Regions from separate parts of the Mus musculus genome. Here all the other regions are linked to region 3. The links are chromatin contacts, called in public HiChIP or PLAC-seq maps. All regions are on one chromosome and are shown on one strand. The core of a region is the stretch at or near the end of the contact, and the rest is flanking DNA. Distances in the headings are between cores, read along the strand shown.

Region 1 (2,700 bases), core at 96-2,595, 92 kb before region 3:
ACTGTCAAGGAAAAAAACAAACGAACAAACAAACTTTACAATTTCCATTTAAGAACTTTTAACTATAGAGAAGAATTATAATGAAATGTTGGAGCTTCGATTATGCATATAATGCTAAGCTAAATGTAAGCTTCAGAACAGAGAATGAAACTAGGTGTGTCAATATGTGCCTTTGATCCCAGGAGACAGACGCTGGCAGATCCCTATGAGTTCTAGGCTAGCCATGGCTACACAGTGCCGTCCTGACTCAAAAGCCCAAAACCCAAAACAAGAAAATGATCCTGCTTCGAACACTTAAGTCATATGATGGTGCGTGCCTGTAATCCCAGCACGTGGAAACCGAGGCAGGAGCTCAAGTTCCAGGCTACAGAGGTCTTACTAAGCCACACACAAAGACCCTGGTGTCTCAAACACTAAGGGCTAAGGGTGGGCAGGGTGGGGGTGTGATGTGGTGTGTGACTCAGTAGGAGAGCACTTGTCTAGCATGTGCAAGGCTCTGAGTCTGCTGAGCTGCTCTGGGTACTTACGCCATCTATGTCCTATCAGCTGGAGTCTCTTCATCACAGATTTCTGCCACCCAGAGAGCCCGGAATGGAAATGATAACCTCTGATGGTGAACGCAGCCTTGCTGGCTGGGAGCCAAGGCTGAAAAGCTTAAATTACTGCCTTTCTCTCTTTGCTAAATTGCAGGCCAGAGACTCGGCAGAGCATCTCACAAAGAACTGATCAAGTGTGCGGCCGGCTGTTGGGCTTAAATTGCAGCTGCTGTTAGGTTCCTTTATTCCTCAGCAGAACACACTTATGACTTGGATTTACTTCCCTCTTCAGCTAGAGGAAAAAGATCAAAGTGAACGGGATAAAGCAAGACTGCTTCCAATACCAGGAAGGCAGGAGTCCGCCCCGAGAAGAAGAGCTCAGCACTGTGTCCCCACAGGGACCACACATCAAAGCCAAATACCAAATCAACTCAAGTGCGGTAATTGGGACAGACAAATGACTCTGTGATTACCCAACAAACTAGATGAGTCTGACCTATATGCTAGTAACTTATGATTCACAATGATGCCACTTAATATCACCTAATGATGAATAGGGAACAAACCATTACCCACAGGAAAAACTAAATTGGATATGTGTTAAGTGTCGCATGATCAAATGTATGTCCTTTACTAATAACAGTTACAAGTCTCTTTTGTTCCTGATTTTTTAAGATAGGGTTTTTCTGTGCAGCCAGCCCCAGGCAATCTTTGAACTCAGACATCTGCTGTCCTCCGCCTCTGAGTGCTAGGGTTAACCCCGGCACCCCCACCAAAGCCTGATGACTCACCATCCAAAAACTAAGCAACGCCTTACTATGTGCTTGCGATAGACAGGAAAACAAGGTTCCAGCTGTGTAAGAAGAAAGCTCGCCGTGATCCTGACCCAAAGCTTCTGACCTCAGGAGAACCAAGCCTCCATGTACAAGGCAGTAAGAATGCACACGGGCAGAAAGACAGTAAGGGCTCTTTTCTTCCAAACAACTGTCCAGGTTGAGTGTGATTTGTGTCTCCGAGGAACAGAGGGAGACCACTGTGTCTGCACCACCATTTGGTGTGAGAGTCTTTGGTGACAAGAGTCTTGCTAAAGGTAAACTTTCGGCTCTCAGTATTGCTCCAGCCTCTGGAATGCTGAGTTCGGAGGTGTATGTGATATCTGGGTAGAAATCAAGCCTTTTGGTGTTAACTTCCATTTTAAAATTGTCTTTTTTTTTGCATGTGTTAGTGTGTGTGGGCATATGTCCCATTAAGGTCAGAGGACAACCTGTAGGTGTGAGCTCTCACCTTCTGCCATGGGACTTTAGGACTCAGGTCACCAAGTGTCTGGCAGGCACCTTTAATTCTGGCTGTGTTTTTCAGAGACAAGCTCTCACTATGTAGCTGTGGCTGTCCTACAACTGGCCATGTAGACCAGGGTTTCCTCCAATTTATGTCAGTCCTCCTGCAGGCTGGGCTAACAGGAGAGTGCCCTGCAGGCTGGGCTAACAGGAGTGTGCCCCTAAGCTTGGCTAAGAACCAAGGCTTTAAGTACCAAGGCTCCCTCTTCTCACTACACAATACTAAGTCTGTGAAGAATGTACAGTCGGGAGTCTAAAATGAGTCCATAGAAAACGGAACATTTTAGAAAATCTGAGCTTAAACATAGACATATTCCTTCTAGTTAACCTTGGAAATAAGTCATTAAAATGTTTAAAATAAAATTATCCCATCCAGTGCTTTTCTGCTCTGTGATAGCCAGTATTTTCTGCATTTAAACGTTTGATCAAAAGTGAGTTAATTTTTACTAAGCTAAAAGAAAAAAAAAGTACATTTTTAGCGAGTAAGGAGGCTCTTGGACACGTACCTGAGGGATGGCGCCGTAGTTCCAAATATACCCTTTATAAGGGAACAGATTCGCCACATAGCGGAGCTTCCCCTTTTTCACATCTTGCTTGATTGGGTTTAAAGGGTCCTTTGTAGCAATCTGAAATGAAATGCCAGATGGGTGTGCAACACTGCTGGAGTCAGGATCCAAGAAAACAAATTATGTAGGCATGATCCCCCCTCCGTTATTCCAACTTCAGGATTTGTTTCATCCCTGACATGGTGAAAACTGAACTAAAAGCTCCTCCGACAGCTGTTATGCACAACAACATAGAGAAGAGAAAAAGAACATTCACTAATT
Region 2 (2,700 bases), core at 26-2,525, 78 kb after region 3:
ATAAATAAATAAATAAATAAATTTTTTAAAAGAGAGAGAGATAGATTTCATTTTCAGTGAAACTCATACCAAGTATGAGTAGTAAATACTGTCATTAAATTAAGCAGTTTCTCTCAAGAAGAACGAAGACCAAAGTGTGGACACTTTGCCCCTTCTTAGAATTAGGAACAAAACACCCATGTAAGGAGTTACAGAGACAAAGTTTGGAGCTGAGACAAAAGGATGGACCATCTAAAGACTGCCATATCCAGGGATCCATCCCATAATTAGCCTCCAAACGATGACACCATTGCACACACTAGCAAGCGTTTGCTGAAAGGACCCAGATATAGCTGTCTCTCGTGAGACTACGCCGGGGCCTAGCAAACACAGAAGTGGATGCTCACAGTCAGCTATTGGATGGATCACAGGGCCCCCAATGGAGGAGCTAGAGAAAGTACCCAAGGAACTAAAGGGATCTGCAACCCTATAGGTGGAACAACATTATGAACTAACCAGTACCCCGGAGCTCTTGACTCTAGCTGCATATGTATCAAAAGATGGCCTAGGTTGGCCATCACTGGAAAGACATTTGGACATGCAAACTTTATATGCCCCAGTACAGGGGAACGCCAGGGCCAAAAAGTGGGAGTGGGTAGGTAGGGGAGTGGGGGGGGTATGGGGGACTTTTGGGATAGCATTGGAAATGTAAATGAGGAAAATACCTAATAAAAAATATTTTTAAAAAATTAAGTAGTTTCTGGGGCTGGAGAGATGGCTCAGCGGTTAAGAGCACTGACTGCTCTTCTGAAGGTCCTGAGTCCAATTCCCAGCAACCACATGGTAGCTTACAACCATCTGTTGTGATGAGGTCTGACGCCCTCTTCTGGGGTGTTGGGGTGTCTGAAGATAGCTACAGTGTATTTACATATAATAAATAAATAAATAAATAAATAAATCTTTAAAAGAAAAAAAAAAAAAGAAAGGAGTTTCTGCTGGGCGGAGTCTACTTGGGAGGCAGAGGAAGGAGAATCATCTCTGTGCAGTCCGAGGACAGCCTGGTCTACATAGGGAGTTCCAGGACAGCCTGGTCTACATAGTGGGATCATATCTCAAAATAAAAATAAAAATAATTATATTAAGTTTAAAAAGACGGAGGGAGGGAGGAGGAGAAGAGAGGGAGGGAAGGAAGCAAGCAACGAGTTTCCAGATCACGTGGTCCCTACAGGGGTCAGACAAGTACATATACAGGAAATGAGCTGGCCCAGGGAGGACTAAAACCCAGCAAGGGCCAGGCCGGCTGGTGACAGGGCGCCATCTGCTGGTAAGTGTAGGGAAAAGTAGCTAACAGCAGGTGAGCCTGGAAAAGGGAAGGGGAGGCCACGCCCCTTCTCTCCCTAACCTTCATCTCCCATCCTGAGGCTTGACCTCTCCCAACGCATGCTCACTTTGACCGCTTATACGCACCTGGAGGCTTCCGGGACAACCCACCTGTCCAGATCTCAGACACGCAAGGCAGCAGGGACTCTTGCACAAGCCTCTCATCCAGGTGCTGCTTGAGAGAACCTTGAACTTTCAGGGACATGGGGCCCATGAGCCCACGCATATTTGCCCAGCTCCCAGACAGTTCCAAGAGGAGGACCCGCAGAATTGGGTTTGGCTGGGGGGGGGGGGGTGCGGTAAATGATAAACTGGACTTCATCGAGATCACAAACATCTGTCTCTCAAAAGACACGGTTAGAAGGCTGAAAGACAAGTCAGAGCCCAGAAACTGAACTAGCAAAACACGTCTGGCCAGATATGATAGAGAACACATAGGACCCCAGCACTGAGGAGGCTGAGGCACCAGCAAGATGGCTCAGCAGATAAAGGCACTTGCCACCAAGCCTGATGAACTAAATTCACCCCTGGGGGAAGGAGAGAAGCTGATCTCTGACCTCGACATAATTACTCCGGCATACATGTGCCCCAACCAATAAATAAATAGAGAATAAATGTAACTTTTTTGGGGGGGATGTATCTTTCCATTTTATTTTTTTAATATTTTTTATTATTACGTATTTTCCTCAATTACATTTAGAATGCTATCCCAAAAGTCCCCCATACCCTCCCCCCTAAATGTAACTTTTAAAGAATGTATCTTTCTAGATCTGGGCAGGGTGGCACATGCCTTTAGTCCTAGCACTCAGAAGGCAGAAGCAAACAGATCTCATTGAGTTCCAGAATAGCGAGGGCTACGTAGACAGACACTACCGCAAGAGGGAAAAAAATCAAATATATCTGTATACAATACACACACACACATACCACTGACATATTTTCAAAACTTAGAGAAAACTCACTTATTTAAAATGGGTAACAGTGGAAGTTTGGAACACAGATTTCATCAGAGATGGACAGGTGGCGAAAAAGCACAAGAAAAGATTTTCAACATCATTTGTCATCAATACAGAACTGTAAATAAAGCAACAAGAGGTGTTGTCTCACCCCTGAACTGAAAACTACACTGAGTGCTAAAGAGATCTGACTTGAAAAGGGCCATTCCACAGTCAAACCACCTCACCCCTGCATAGTCAACCTCACTCACCCCTGCATAGTCAAACCTCACTCACCCCTGTGCTCACCCCTGCATAGTCAAACCTCAATCACCCCTGCATAGTCAACCTCACTCACCCCTGCATAGTCAAACCTCACTCACCCCTGTGCTCACCCCTGCATAGT
Region 3 (2,700 bases), core at 155-2,654:
TCAGAGAACAACTTGCCAGAGTCAGCTTTTATGTTCACCATGTGGGCCCCAGGGATCAGACTCAGGCCATCAGGGTTGGTGGCAAGTGACTTTACCCACTGAATTGTCTCTCCCACCACAGACAGTCCTTTTTTTTTTTTAAAAAGATTTATTTATTTATTATATGTAAGTACACTGCAGCTGTCTTCAGACACTCCAGAAGAGGGAGTCAGATCTCATTACAGATGGTTGTGAGCCACCATGTGGTTGCTGGGATTTGAACTCCGGACCTTTGGAAGAGCAGTCGGGTGCTCTTACCCACTGAGCCATCTCACCAGCCCAACAGTCCTTTTGAAAGGAGGGACAACCTTTTAAAAGTTGTACCTCAAGTCCCTGGCGGGTATGTCTTTTCCTTGTTAAGAACGAGGCTCATGGACCCTGTTTCAGTTTGCCTCTCACCGCTGGATCTGCTAAAGAACTGAGAGATGACTCAGCGTTAGAGTGCTTGATGCTCTTGCTGAGGGCTGGAATCTGGTTCCTAGCACCCACCCCAGGGGGTTCATAACCACCTGTAATTCCAGCTCGAGGGGGACCCAAGGCCCTCTTCTGACCTCTGCAGGAAGACCTCCCCATAAACACACAACTAAAAATAAAATAAATCTTAGGGCTGCAGATGGCTCAGCAGTTAAGAGCACTGGCTGCTCTTTAGAGGACCCGTGTTTGATCCTCAGCATCCGCACAGCAGCCCACAAGCATCTATAACTCCAGTCCCAGGGGATCACACGGTCTCTTCTGGCCCCGGGGTTGGGGGGCACCTAGCACGAATGTGGAACACTCATACATGCAGACAAAACACTTTTCTAAAGCTAAAAGGAAAAAAAAAAAAAAAAAGAACAGAGGCCAAGTTGATTCTCAGACCACAGGAAGCAAGTAACAGTTTAGACTCTTTCAAATGTCATCCAGTCTCCATGCAGGATAAATGGGCTCGATCTAGCTCTTGGCCTGATGATTTAAAGTAAACCAAAACCAATGATAACTAAACACTAGCCACAGCAAAAGGTTTCAGAGCGTGGTTGCATAGACAGACAGGTCTTCATTTATAGAATTCTGTTACAGATTTGAGTCCATATTCCTTATTAATGAGTACAAGTGAGACATTTACATTTGAATAAAGGAAGAATTGGGGTAGGGACAAAAGGCATGCATATAATTAAGGGATCCTGGTGAAGTTTATCTCACTCTAGTCCTTCAGTGGGGTCTCAGGAATGAATTATTCAACTGTCAACTGCAACCATCACTGATGGGGGGGGGGGTGCGGATGACACCCATACGGTTCTGGCAAGATGACGGGCTCCCAGTTGAGGATGCCTACATGTTGAGGGGAGGGGCACGGGGGATCGTCTGTCCTGCCAGCCTTTGCTGCTCCTGGAATCCAAGGTAGGAGAGTGACTCATCTCTGTGTTGTCAGCCTCAAAAAGCTTTCGAGTGAGTGTGTGTGTGTGCCTGTGCGCTGGAATCTGGCGAGCGTTCCTAAGTGATTAACAAGCCTGTCAGACAGGAGTAAAAGTCAAGGAGACCGACACAGATAAAGGCAGAGATGGCAGGCTTTTGTCCTGCTTTGAGTGACCTGTAAGTCCAAGCGAGAAGTCAATCCTTTTAGCTAAAGCTGCTTCTAAGTGCCTGTCACACAGGAGCGTGGCAGCTTCTCTTAGAGGGCCCAGCAGAAAGATACTTCTAGAAACTGATGGCTGACGCCCTGTTCTAAAAGGTTCTTCACAATCATCCTGTCTTAGTTAGGGCTCTATTGCTGTGACAAGTCACCATGACCAAGGCACCTCTAACAAGGGGAAACATTTAATTGGAGCTGGCTTCCCATCTTAGAGGTTTAGTCCATTATCACGCTAGGAAGTATGGCAACGTCCAGGCAGACACGGTGCTGGAGAAGGAGCTGAGAGTTCTCCGTCTTGATCCACAGGAACAGGAAGAGACACCGGGACTAGCTTGAGCATCTGAGACCTCAACATCTGTCCCCCAGCAACACGCTTCCTCCACCATGGCTCCTGGAGGCCATTTCCATTCAAACTACCACAGATCCACTTCACAGATAAAGAAACTGAGCCCCAGATTCTTGATGACCAAGGTCGTCAAGGCAGGGTATCAAACAGGAAGGACAAACCCTGATCCTAACATCCACCTGAGGGGACAGAGCCAAATGGAGACACTAATCAACTTTCTCTACTCCTGAAGACAATCATGCTGGGCAGATTGCTCGGGCATTGTAACCTGGGCTGTCACAGCGCTCCCACCTCAGAGACGGTGCTCAGATCTGCTAAACCATCCTACCTTTCTTCCTGACACTGGAGACCAAAGCTCTTGCTTCAGTTCTCTAGTGGGGACTGAACTGGGGTATTGCTAAGGGCCTATCTCCATGGTGGACTTCATTTCTTCTCTGTCTCTCTCTGCCTGGGACTCGAGGGGTCTGCACAGTGGCTGGTGTCCCTGGAGAGGGTCTCCCTGCCACAGCTTGCTGGGTGCTGCAGCCCAGCCTTGGAGGACAGCTAGGGACTCCAGGCCCAGCGAGACGCTGGCTACTTTGGTCCCTGCTTCTTCCATACCTACCTGTATGCCTAAGCCTTTCTTTGAATCCTCTTGAAGCACAGAGCGGCTGGCTCGCTATCCAGCTAGAGTGACAAGCAGCTCTGAGGTAGGAGCTGTGGAGCT

Evidence for each region. HiChIP or PLAC-seq counts read pairs in DNA pulled down with a chosen protein or histone mark.
Region 1: a contact with region 3 is called in an H3K27ac HiChIP or PLAC-seq map of trophoblast stem cells, with 11 read pairs. The contact joins two enhancer-like sites. A contact is called at or near these places in 1 of 15 datasets of contacts at CTCF or cohesin (the NIH/3T3 cell line), 3 of 115 datasets of contacts at active chromatin or transcription factors (embryonic stem cells and trophoblast stem cells) and 3 of 9 other capture datasets (adipose tissue, liver and pancreatic islet).
Region 2: a contact with region 3 is called in an H3K27ac HiChIP or PLAC-seq map of trophoblast stem cells, with 19 read pairs. The contact joins two enhancer-like sites. A contact is called at or near these places in 7 of 39 promoter capture datasets (the 3T3-L1 cell line, HPC-7-derived erythroid cells, embryonic stem cells and 2 more), 3 of 15 datasets of contacts at CTCF or cohesin (CD8 T cells, the NIH/3T3 cell line and large pre-B cells), 9 of 484 Hi-C or Micro-C datasets (the C2C12 cell line, ECoMG myeloid progenitors, cortical neurons and 5 more), 7 of 115 datasets of contacts at active chromatin or transcription factors (embryonic basal ganglia, embryonic stem cells, epiblast stem cells and 2 more) and 1 of 9 other capture datasets (embryonic stem cells).

Annotation. Positions count from the first base shown.
Region 1 is chr10:61,660,711-61,663,410 of GRCm38.p6, reverse strand. It overlaps Ppa1 (pyrophosphatase (inorganic) 1), which reads right to left. Exons shown (of 11, transcript NM_026438.4): 4 at 2,380-2,499. Among named protein-coding and RNA genes, the nearest start is that of Ppa1, 13 kb to the right of the region's middle. Within about 2 kb of position 1,345, at least 77 of the 459 cell types and tissues checked have an H3K27ac peak or open chromatin away from gene starts, as enhancers often do. A contact at or near this core is called in trophoblast stem cells, where this site is marked.
Region 2 is chr10:61,490,851-61,493,550 of GRCm38.p6, reverse strand. All of the region lies in intron 2 of Lrrc20 (leucine rich repeat containing 20), which reads right to left. Among named protein-coding and RNA genes, the nearest start is that of D830039M14Rik, 16 kb to the right of the region's middle. Within about 2 kb of position 1,275, at least 30 of the 459 cell types and tissues checked have an H3K27ac peak or open chromatin away from gene starts, as enhancers often do. A contact at or near this core is called in trophoblast stem cells, where this site is marked.
Region 3 is chr10:61,569,080-61,571,779 of GRCm38.p6, reverse strand. The region is part of intron 4 of Lrrc20 (leucine rich repeat containing 20); the gene reads right to left. Among named protein-coding and RNA genes, the nearest start is that of Npffr1, 25 kb to the left of the region's middle. Within about 2 kb of position 1,404, at least 38 of the 459 cell types and tissues checked have an H3K27ac peak or open chromatin away from gene starts, as enhancers often do. A contact at or near this core is called in trophoblast stem cells, where this site is marked.